2 separate regions of the Oryctolagus cuniculus genome follow, and region 2 is linked to region 1. A link is a contact called in public Hi-C data. All regions are on one chromosome and are shown on one strand. Each heading gives the region's core, a stretch centred on a gene start, on an enhancer-like site or on the middle of the called end of the contact. The rest is flanking DNA. Distances are from core to core; before and after follow the strand shown.

What was found. A called contact is a pair of places that touch in the nucleus more often than the background predicts.
Region 2: a Hi-C map of embryonic fibroblasts shows a contact between it and region 1, with 2.3 times the contacts expected there. The contact joins two enhancer-like sites. A contact is called at or near these places in 3 of 6 Hi-C or Micro-C datasets (ear pinna, embryonic fibroblasts and an unstated tissue).

Annotation. Positions count from the first base shown.
Region 1 is chr1:227,112,399-227,116,834 of mOryCun1.1, forward strand. No RefSeq gene overlaps it. Among named protein-coding and RNA genes, the nearest start is that of GPR21, 79 kb to the left of the region's middle. Within about 2 kb of position 3,028, at least 1 of the 8 cell types and tissues checked has an H3K27ac peak or open chromatin away from gene starts, as enhancers often do.
Region 2 is chr1:227,338,763-227,343,112 of mOryCun1.1, forward strand. No RefSeq gene overlaps it. Among named protein-coding and RNA genes, the nearest start is that of CRB2, 15 kb to the right of the region's middle. Within about 2 kb of position 3,014, at least 2 of the 8 cell types and tissues checked have an H3K27ac peak or open chromatin away from gene starts, as enhancers often do.

The DNA.
Region 1 (4,436 bases), core at 1,778-4,277:
GGCCGCCCACGAAACCCGCGACGCCGGGTTCGGCCGCAGCAGCCACGGTACTGGGCAGGCCCAGTCTAACTCCCCCCAGGTCTGCTGCTCCCTGTGGGGCCAGCCCCGGGTCTGACTCCCCCCTGGCTTCTGGAGAGTGGAGGCCAGCGTCTCCCCTGCTCTCAGCGCTGCCCCCGTGCTGGCGAGCCCCGGGGCCGACAGAAGCGGCCGCCATGGGACCATGCTGAAGCACGGGGAGCCCAGCCCTAGTTACTTCTGAAGAGAGAGTGGCTGAGTTGTCTCCTCTGATGTGACAGCAGGAGAGAAAAAGCCTGAAGATGCGGAATTTCACCAAGCTGTGTGCTGTCTCAAAAGCGCGGCGCCCCGACACCCACAACCACCAGCTAAAGCCACCCCCCTCTGGCACTCTCACCTACTCCCTGACTGCACGGAGAGGTGTAACCTGTAACCACAGACTTGGTCTTCCACCAACGGGAGGGACGTTTCTAACAGGTCCTCAGGACCGTGTCCCCTCCTGAGCCAACTATCCACAGGGTCTCCCTGGCCCAGACAGGAGGCCCACGCTCCTGGGCACCGCGCTCCCAGCCTCACGGCCCCGTGCAGCCACGTGGAGTTCTCGCGTGTCCCTGGCTCAGCCCCAGCCATGCCTCCTCCGAGCCCCATCACGGGCGCTTCCCTAAGCGTTCAAGGGCAGCGGCTGCTGCTGCTCCTTCTCCGCGCCACGCGGAAGCCTCTGGGCAAAGACGGGGGCCCAGGTGGCACGTGGGAAGGAGATCTCCAGGCGTGACCGAGCGAAAGGGCACCGAAGGCCCATGGTCTCACCAGGGCCTGGCAAGACAGGGCCCAGGGTTTCCAGCAAGCGTCACCGGAGCACAGCCGTGCACCTCTACTGTGCCTGCTCCTGGGACGGGGCGGAACCAGCACACAGAGACTCCAGGTCCACGAAGCCTGAAATACCACCTGGCCCTTTAACAAGGTTCCTGACACCAAGTCTCAATCAGCGCTTCCTGTGTATTTTCCCATCAAAACACACAACGAGGGGACTCTGCTTGCTGTGGGGAGGACACAGAGGCCCTTGTAGGTAGACACTGCTCGTGCTAGAGTTAGGGTCAAAGCCACAGCTTCGAGCAGAGCTGTGGAAATGCACAAGACCTGACCCCTCCAGTCCAGGATGGGGCGTAAGAGGCAGGGCTGGGAGAGAAGCAGAACAGGCCTAAATCAACCCCTCGGTCAATCCACAAGTTGCCCTCCAATGACCATGTACAAAGCCTACACCATCCCCTGGCTAAAAAACCTGTTGCATGCATGCGGGGCCCAGGGGGCACTGGGAGGAGCGCTCCGGCGGCTCCTCCCACAGCGGGCACTGGTTCAGGCTCCTGTCCTGCCGCTGCGGCTCGGTCAGCCTCCCCCACATCGCCCTGCATCCTCTGGTCCTCAGCCATCTGGCTGTCCACTCAGCACCCGGAAATTCTTTCCGCTTTTGGGATGGTTGTAAACCCTGAAGGATACAGCACCCAGGGTCTTTCGTGAAGTCCTGAGACTGGCCATCTGCCCACCACCTCACCTCCCACGCTGCCTAAAAGGGTTCCCCACACACACACACTCTCCCCGACTGGACATCGCCAGATCTATGTCCAGCTGACCAGGAAGCACTTGCCTGCCTGTGAGCCGATGTGCTGATGTGCCCGGCTCCTCTCCTGACTCAGGGTCCCCAGAGTGCAGCCCCCAAGCACTCCCAGGCGTCTCCCCACACAGGAGATGGAACACATTCTGCTCCAGCCTGCTCAGTCCGGGGTTTGCTGCCCTCTGCTCCGGGTCTCAGCAGCAGGGAATCATGAACAGGTGCACAGGCTGGGAGAAGGCGTGGCCACGTCACACCCGAGCTCAGCCCAAACAACACACTACGGGGAGCTTTGCTTCACAGCGAACGACCAGCTCCTTGCTCAGACATGCACAGAGCTCGCCTCTTAGCCTCTCCTCAGGTCTGCCTGACCCACTTCCCCTGTCTCGACCCTTCTGGTATCCCTGACAGAATCATCCCGGGGCTCCCCATCAGAGCCCTGACCCTTGGGCCTCTACCTGGGGTGCCTTCAGTCGTCCCGAGCTCCTCGGGCGCCGCCCGGCTCCCGCCGCACCTCCTGGAAAACCTCCTCTGTACTTCCTTTGACCTCGCCTCCGAGGGCCGGGAGAGTTTTAGAAGGCTGAGCACCACTGACCAAAGGGAACCCTAGCATCAGAGACCCCCAACCCCCAGGGTCTCCTTCCAGTAAGAGCCCACACTGATGGCCTGGGCGGGACAGCCAGCAGCCAACACGTGGATGGAGGCGAACACAGAATACACACCTCCCCCTGCACCCCCTTCCCCGCTTCCAGCCCCCAAGGGTCCCTCTACATCCACACTTGATCACAGGGCTGTTACCGCACAGAAAGGTGTGCAGCTGGAGAGAACCAGACTGCCCAGCCCAGGACTGATGGCCACCTTGCCAGGCGCCAACAGAAAGAGTGAGCCTGGGAAGACTGGGATTCGGAGGGACGGCAGGAGGGGCAGGGGCAAGCGAGCTGGTTAAGCCACACAGCCTGAGCACGACCGTCTGGAGCAAAGGGGAGCAGGGCGCGCCGCAGCGAGGAGGGCGCCGCGGCGAGGACGCGTGGCCTTGGGACGCAGCGCGGTGCCGGCGGGCACGGCCGGGACGCGGGCGCTGTGCTACTTGCAGTGGTATAATCTGGGGCAAGTCACTTTATCTAAGCCTCCATTTCCTCATTTGGAAAAGAAGAAAATCTCCAGAAACTAACCTCTAAGCAAGGGCTTGTGGTAACTCTACCAGCAGAGTAAGACATGCCACTTCCTCTCTGGGGCTGAGGCTCACTGCTAGGAGCGCGCTGTTTTGCCACAACAAGCCAGGTGGTTTGGAGAGCTCCCTGGGCTCCAGCGCCCCCAGCAGGAGGGGAACAACCATCCAGGCCTGCACTACTTCACTGAGATGCCAGAGCAGACGGGGAGAAACAGGAGGGGGGCCTTGCACAGCACGTGTGGCAGGAGCGCCAGCAGGGGCCCCTCACCCCCACGGCAGGGCCCAGGGCCCAGCCAGCCGGGGCCTTCCAACGGCTTCCTCTCTCAGGCTGCCCTCTGGGAGGAGGGCACCACCAGCTGCCAAGAAGACGCCTTGGGTGAGCGGCGAATTCTCCTTCCCTAAAAAGGATTCCGAGGCCATCTCTATACGCAGCCACCTTCCTGAGGGGCCCAGCTGGCGTCGATTAGGAAAGGCGTCGGTGAGGCAGCCGACAGCAGACGGCGGCGGGCGCGGGGCAGGGCTCGCCAGGCGCAGGCCCAGCATGAAGGAAGGGAGGCGAGTGAACACCCGACGGGCAGACGCTGCCGGCAGGGACAAGAGGCCTGGCACGTGCCCTGCCCGGGAGCACCTCCCCACGTGCACGGCCCCCACCTGGGGGGCTCCTGCTCCCTTTACTCGGCCAAAGCCTCCCCAGCCTTCCTTCAGCATCCCGTCAGGCCAGGCAGGCAGTGCGCACTCAGAAAATCTAGCCAAGTGAAAAAGCATGTGCCTTGGTTTCCCACTGACATCTAAGCAGCCCAGAAAACACTTTAAATGCCAAAGCTTCCTGTGTTTACACAGCCGCTGACAGTCCGAGCCTGTCCCGCTAGGCTGGAACTGGTCTAGGGCAACCTGCAGTCAGAAGGCCTGGACTCCAGTTTCATTCTGGACTTTGCACCCATCGGTCGGTGTAGCAGAAAAAGGCTGTGGGCAGGACACAGCTGGGTGTCATCCGTGGCTCTAGATGGGGTGTCACTGTCACCTCAGAGACCACCGCCGTAAGGCAGCCATCTGGGAACTGGCAGGCATGCCCACGACGCGGCCCCTGATACTTTTTCGGCATTTTCCTTCCTCTGCACCATTCCCGACTTCTCAGCCTGCAGCCCCCAGCCCAAATGACCCATCTAAACTGCAGGCCAGTGGCGAGCCCAGGGACGTGCAGGGACTCCTGAAGACAGAGACCCTCCATGCGTACTCAGTAAAGGATCAAAGTAGGAGAACCTTAGCACACAGAAAGAGACCGGGTTTCCGGACAGTGCTAGGCAGTGTCCCGGCCGTGGCCGGGTGGCAGCAGCAGATGCTCCTGCATCTCCCACTCCAGCGGCTCCCCCCACCACCACCACCCCCCCGGCAGAGGCAGCATCGCTCAGCTGCAGGAGCGGCAAAGTTCTGCCCAGGACGAGCAAGGCCCTCCTTAGGAGGTGCCAGCTGTTAGGCTGCGAACAAATGGTTGACCGAATGAGGCAAAGATCCTACCCAGCAGCCCCAGCCGGGAGCAACGTGCTATCCTCCGCCAGGATGTCAGTTACACAACTGCTCCTTGGATTAAGAAAAGCCTTTCGACTCCCAACGACGAGTCTATCTTCTGCCTCCCTGAAGGTAACA
Region 2 (4,350 bases), core at 1,764-4,263, 230 kb after region 1:
AAGACATATCCTCTGGTTCCCTCCCTAAACGCCCTCCATAGCTGGGGCTGGGCCAGGCCCAAAGCCAGGAGCCAGGAACTCAATCCAGGTCTCCCACATGAGTGACAAAAACCAACTACTTACACCATCACCTACTGCTCCCCAGGGCGTGCAGTAGCAGGAAGCTGGAGTCAGGCACGGCGCAGGGACTGGAACTGGGCACCCCCATGAAAGACATGTGAATCCCAGGCAGCACCCGCCTGCTACGCCAAGCACCCACCCCTCTTAGATCACCTTACAGCTGAGAAGGCGGGCACTCGGAGCCGCAACGTGACTCCCCAGAGACACACAACGATGTTTTGCAGCGCCAGGATTTGAACCCAGGTCTCCGTGACGTGGAAACCCGTGCTCATGCCTCTGCCCAGGAGGGGCTGCCTTCCCTTCCTTTCGCCCTTATCCGAGGCCCCCAGCTCCGTGTCAGAGGAGGAGGCTGGCGTTGGCTGCACACCAGGCCACCTGATGACACACACACACACACACACACACACACATGACGAGCTTATCCACTGCATGGACAGTCAAGGGACTCAGAATCAGAGAAGTAAAGAGCTCAGCCGAGGTCAGAGATGGCAACGTAGCAGAGGTGGGGTGGAACTAGGAACTACCCAGCCCAGGGCCTTGACACGACCCCAGCCGCGGTGTGAAGACGGCGGCCTCCCCTTGTCCCCAGCCCCCGCAAGCCCATTGCTTCTTCAACAGCGGGGACCTCCGGAGCAAGGTCCTTGGGCGGCCCAGGACGACCCACTCTCCAGCTGCTCTGTCCAGCTCATTGCCTTCACGTACAAAGGAAAACAGAAAAGGCACAATTGCAGGCAAGACGGAGCCAATCCCCGCTTCACTCACGCCCGCCGTTTGGCTGAGTCAGCGATCGCAGAGGCTTCCCTGGCCTCGGAGTGGAATCCAGGAATCTGCAGACGGGCTGGGATTGCTCTGCCCAGGGCTGGCACGGGAGGTGGCCCGAGCCGCCGCCGCGGTCCTCCGGGACCGGCCTCTATCCGCTCCCGCCTGCTCCCTGCCGGAGTCTTTGAAAGGGGCCACTTGTCTCCGGCGTGCACGGCCCTCAGCGGTGTGGAAAGCCTTCGCACAGAGCACTGAAGCCCCCAGAGTGATTTACGATTTTCAGGAGCCTCTTGGATTAGAAAGCACCGATCTGCAACAGCCTCCGGACGGAGGCAGCTTGGACAGAAGCCTGGCGAGAGCAAAGCGCTTTGCAGCTCGCAGAGGCCCAGAGGCGCTGGCCGCTCCGGAGAGGACTTCAGAGTCGGCAAGCCCTGGTCACACCCCTCAGCTGAGGCTGCCACCTGTCACTCACACGGCCTGGCAGCGTGCCTGGCACTCTTGCCCATGCTTTGTGTGTTGGCATACCTTATTGGCACGGCAATCTTATATGGTTGGTGCCATCATGATCCCCATTTACAAACTAGGACGTTGAGGCACAAAAAGGGGAAGCATCTTGCCCCAGATCACTTGCTCTGATGTTTAATGGGACAAGGGTGCGCTGTGTACCCATTTTTCAGATGAGGAAAACAGAGGCCCATGACTGTGGCCAGCTTTGCCTTGGACTGGTGTTGGCTCATCTTTTCCTTCTCTGCAGAAATAAAGGGGGTAGTCCCTGCCCTGCTCTCTTCCCAACTCCAGACAAATATGCAGGTGACGACAGCAGTGGGAGGAGAGCTGAGCCCCAGCACCGACCTTGGCCTTGCTGCCTGGGCCAAGGCCAGTGTGTGACAGGAGCCCTGCTTGGTTTCCCCATCCTCCCCCCCCCCCCCCCGCCTCTGCCCCCAGGGCCTGGCTCCATTGTGCACAGCAGGTCTCCTGGAGGCCTTCCCAGGGGCTTGGTGTCTCCCACACACAGGCAGAGGGGTGGGGGGTGCAGAGCAGGGACCTGTGCCGAGGGCCTGACTCCCATCTTCTGAGCTCTACCCAGTAGTGAGAGCCCAGGAAAATCATGAACTCCAACCCCCGGGTCACTGCACATATGGGGAAACTGAGGCCCAGGAAGGGGGGGGCGGGGATTCACAGTCAGAGAGAACTGGCTACAGAGGTGGGAACAGCAGTTATCGCCACGCCTGTTCCCATGGCCCACGCTGGGGGTCTGGCTTCTGACCTAACAGAGCCTTACGCCATTGGTTCACTCATTTCTGTGCATGTCAGTCATTCAACAAACATTTGCGGGGCATCCACTATATGCCAGGCCCTGGGCACTCGATGCTGGCCATAAACATGGAGTCGAGAGCCCAGGGCAGCGGCACTGTCCGATCATTACTTGTAGAAATGATATTTAGAGTATACTGGGTAAAATAAAACTTAAAACTTCCTTCACTGGCTTGCTTGACTTTTTAAAAACGTGGCTGCTCAGGGCTGGAGTTGGTCCCAGTGGAATGCCCAGTTCCCACGCTGGGACACCTGGACTTGAGTCCTGTCCCCACTCCCAATTCCAGCTTCCTGCCAATGCGCGCCCTGGGAGCCAGCAGGTGGCGTCTCCAGCAGTCGGGTCCTTGCTACCTTTGTGAGAGACCCAAGATTGGGTTTCTGGCTCCCAGCGTTGGCCTGGCCCAGCTCCGGCTGTTGGCGGCATTGGGGGAGCAAACGAGCAGATGGAAGATCCCTCTCTCTCTGTCTGTGTCTGTGTCAGTCTCGCCCTCTTTTTTAAAAAAGTGGCTACTAGAAAATTAGGTAAAGCTTGCATAAGTGGCTCGCGTGCTGTCTCCACCGAGCCGCGTTGGTGGTCTGGAAAGCTCTGGAAATTAACGAACCCCCCCCCCCCCCCGCAGCCTTGCCTTTACTCCCCACGCGGGGCAGTGGGCCCGAGGGCAGGTCCGAGAGGGGCAGCGTTTCCCGCTCTCCCCGGCAGGTCGGTGCCCAGCCCTCCTTGCAGGAAGCACAGGACCTCCCTCCTTCCCTCCTCCTCCTCCTCCGTCTTGTCTTCTCCTTCCAGGCCCTGCCCGTGCCTTTTCACCTCCAGACTCCCCTGGGAGCTGCCAGGCCACTTCCCACTGTGCTGTCATCAGCCCTGCCCCATCCATTAATCATAAAGGAGGCTGCCTCTCCCTTGCCAGCAAGGAGGCCTCTCAGGGACACAGGCTCCCGGCGCACCCCGGGCACGGGTCCTGGCTCCGCTTGCACCAGCGGCAGCCCACCACCCACAGAGACCCGCACGGCCCCGGTGCCGCTGCAGGTCTGGGAGGATGTGAGCAGTGGAGGGGGCCAGGGCGTCCCCCCCGAGGGGGTGGCTCCGGGGCTGAGGCCCCTGCGGTAGGCAGAGGTACCGAGAGGGGAACAGCATATGCTCGGGGAAGGAACAGCAGGGGCAGGGGCAGAGCTGAGCTCTACAGAGGCTCCAGGGGTCAGCGTGGCTGCGCCCCGGCCATCTGGGGCAAGGGCAGGAGGGGGCTCACAGATGGCGGCCCCTTTGCATTTCCCTTCCTGCGTGCCCCCGCCCACCCGTCGAACACCACGCCCCCCGGCCCCCAGGCAGCAGGAAGCGGGCCGGGAGGAACAGTTCTGCGCCCGCCGGAGTATTTATAGCTGTGTGCTGTCAGCCTGTTGTTGCTTTTCGGTGGCATATATATTTTTACATTCTCCACCGTCACACATGGCTTCTCCGTGCGGTTGGGCGGCAGCGGGGGTGGGGGTGGGGGGTGCGGCGTGGCTGGATGCAGAGAGTGGCAAGCGCAGGAGGCCCAGGACAGCACCGAGGGACCTGAGGACCCTGCCTGGGCCAAGTCTCTCCTGACTCCAGAACCCTCAGCGGCTCCCCACGGCCCCTGGCCGCAGCCCAGACCCACACGAGCGAGCGGGCCCCTGCGCGCTCCGCAGCCATGCTGCTGCACTCCGGCTCTCCTGGCTCCGGGAGCCCGAGCCACACTTCTCCCAGCACACAGGACTCAGCGGGAAGCGAGCGGGCCGTGGCTCGCTGCTCACCAGCCCTGCGGCCCCCGGCACCGGCCCTTCACCTGCCTTTCCTTCCCGGAGTCCGCGTGCCTGAGCGCGAATAAATGGCAGTGGTTGCTGGTGGAGCCTCTTCTGTTTCAGGCCCCCAGGCCTTGGCACGGGCTGTTCCTTCTGCCAGGTCTCCTCCCCCACTCCTTGCCCCCACCTCCACCTAAAAGAAGTCCTTCAGGGCCACCCAGCCCCAGTGCCACCTCTCCAGGGAGCCCTCCAGGCTTAATGCCCTCATGCACGTCATTCCACCCTCCCCTGGCTGTGAGAGTTGTTTGTACTGAGACTGTCTTCCCTCTCCAAACGGTTCGCACATTCCTGGCTCAGAAAAACCGCCTGCACCTTTCGCACTGTCCTCCTTGGGGAGGG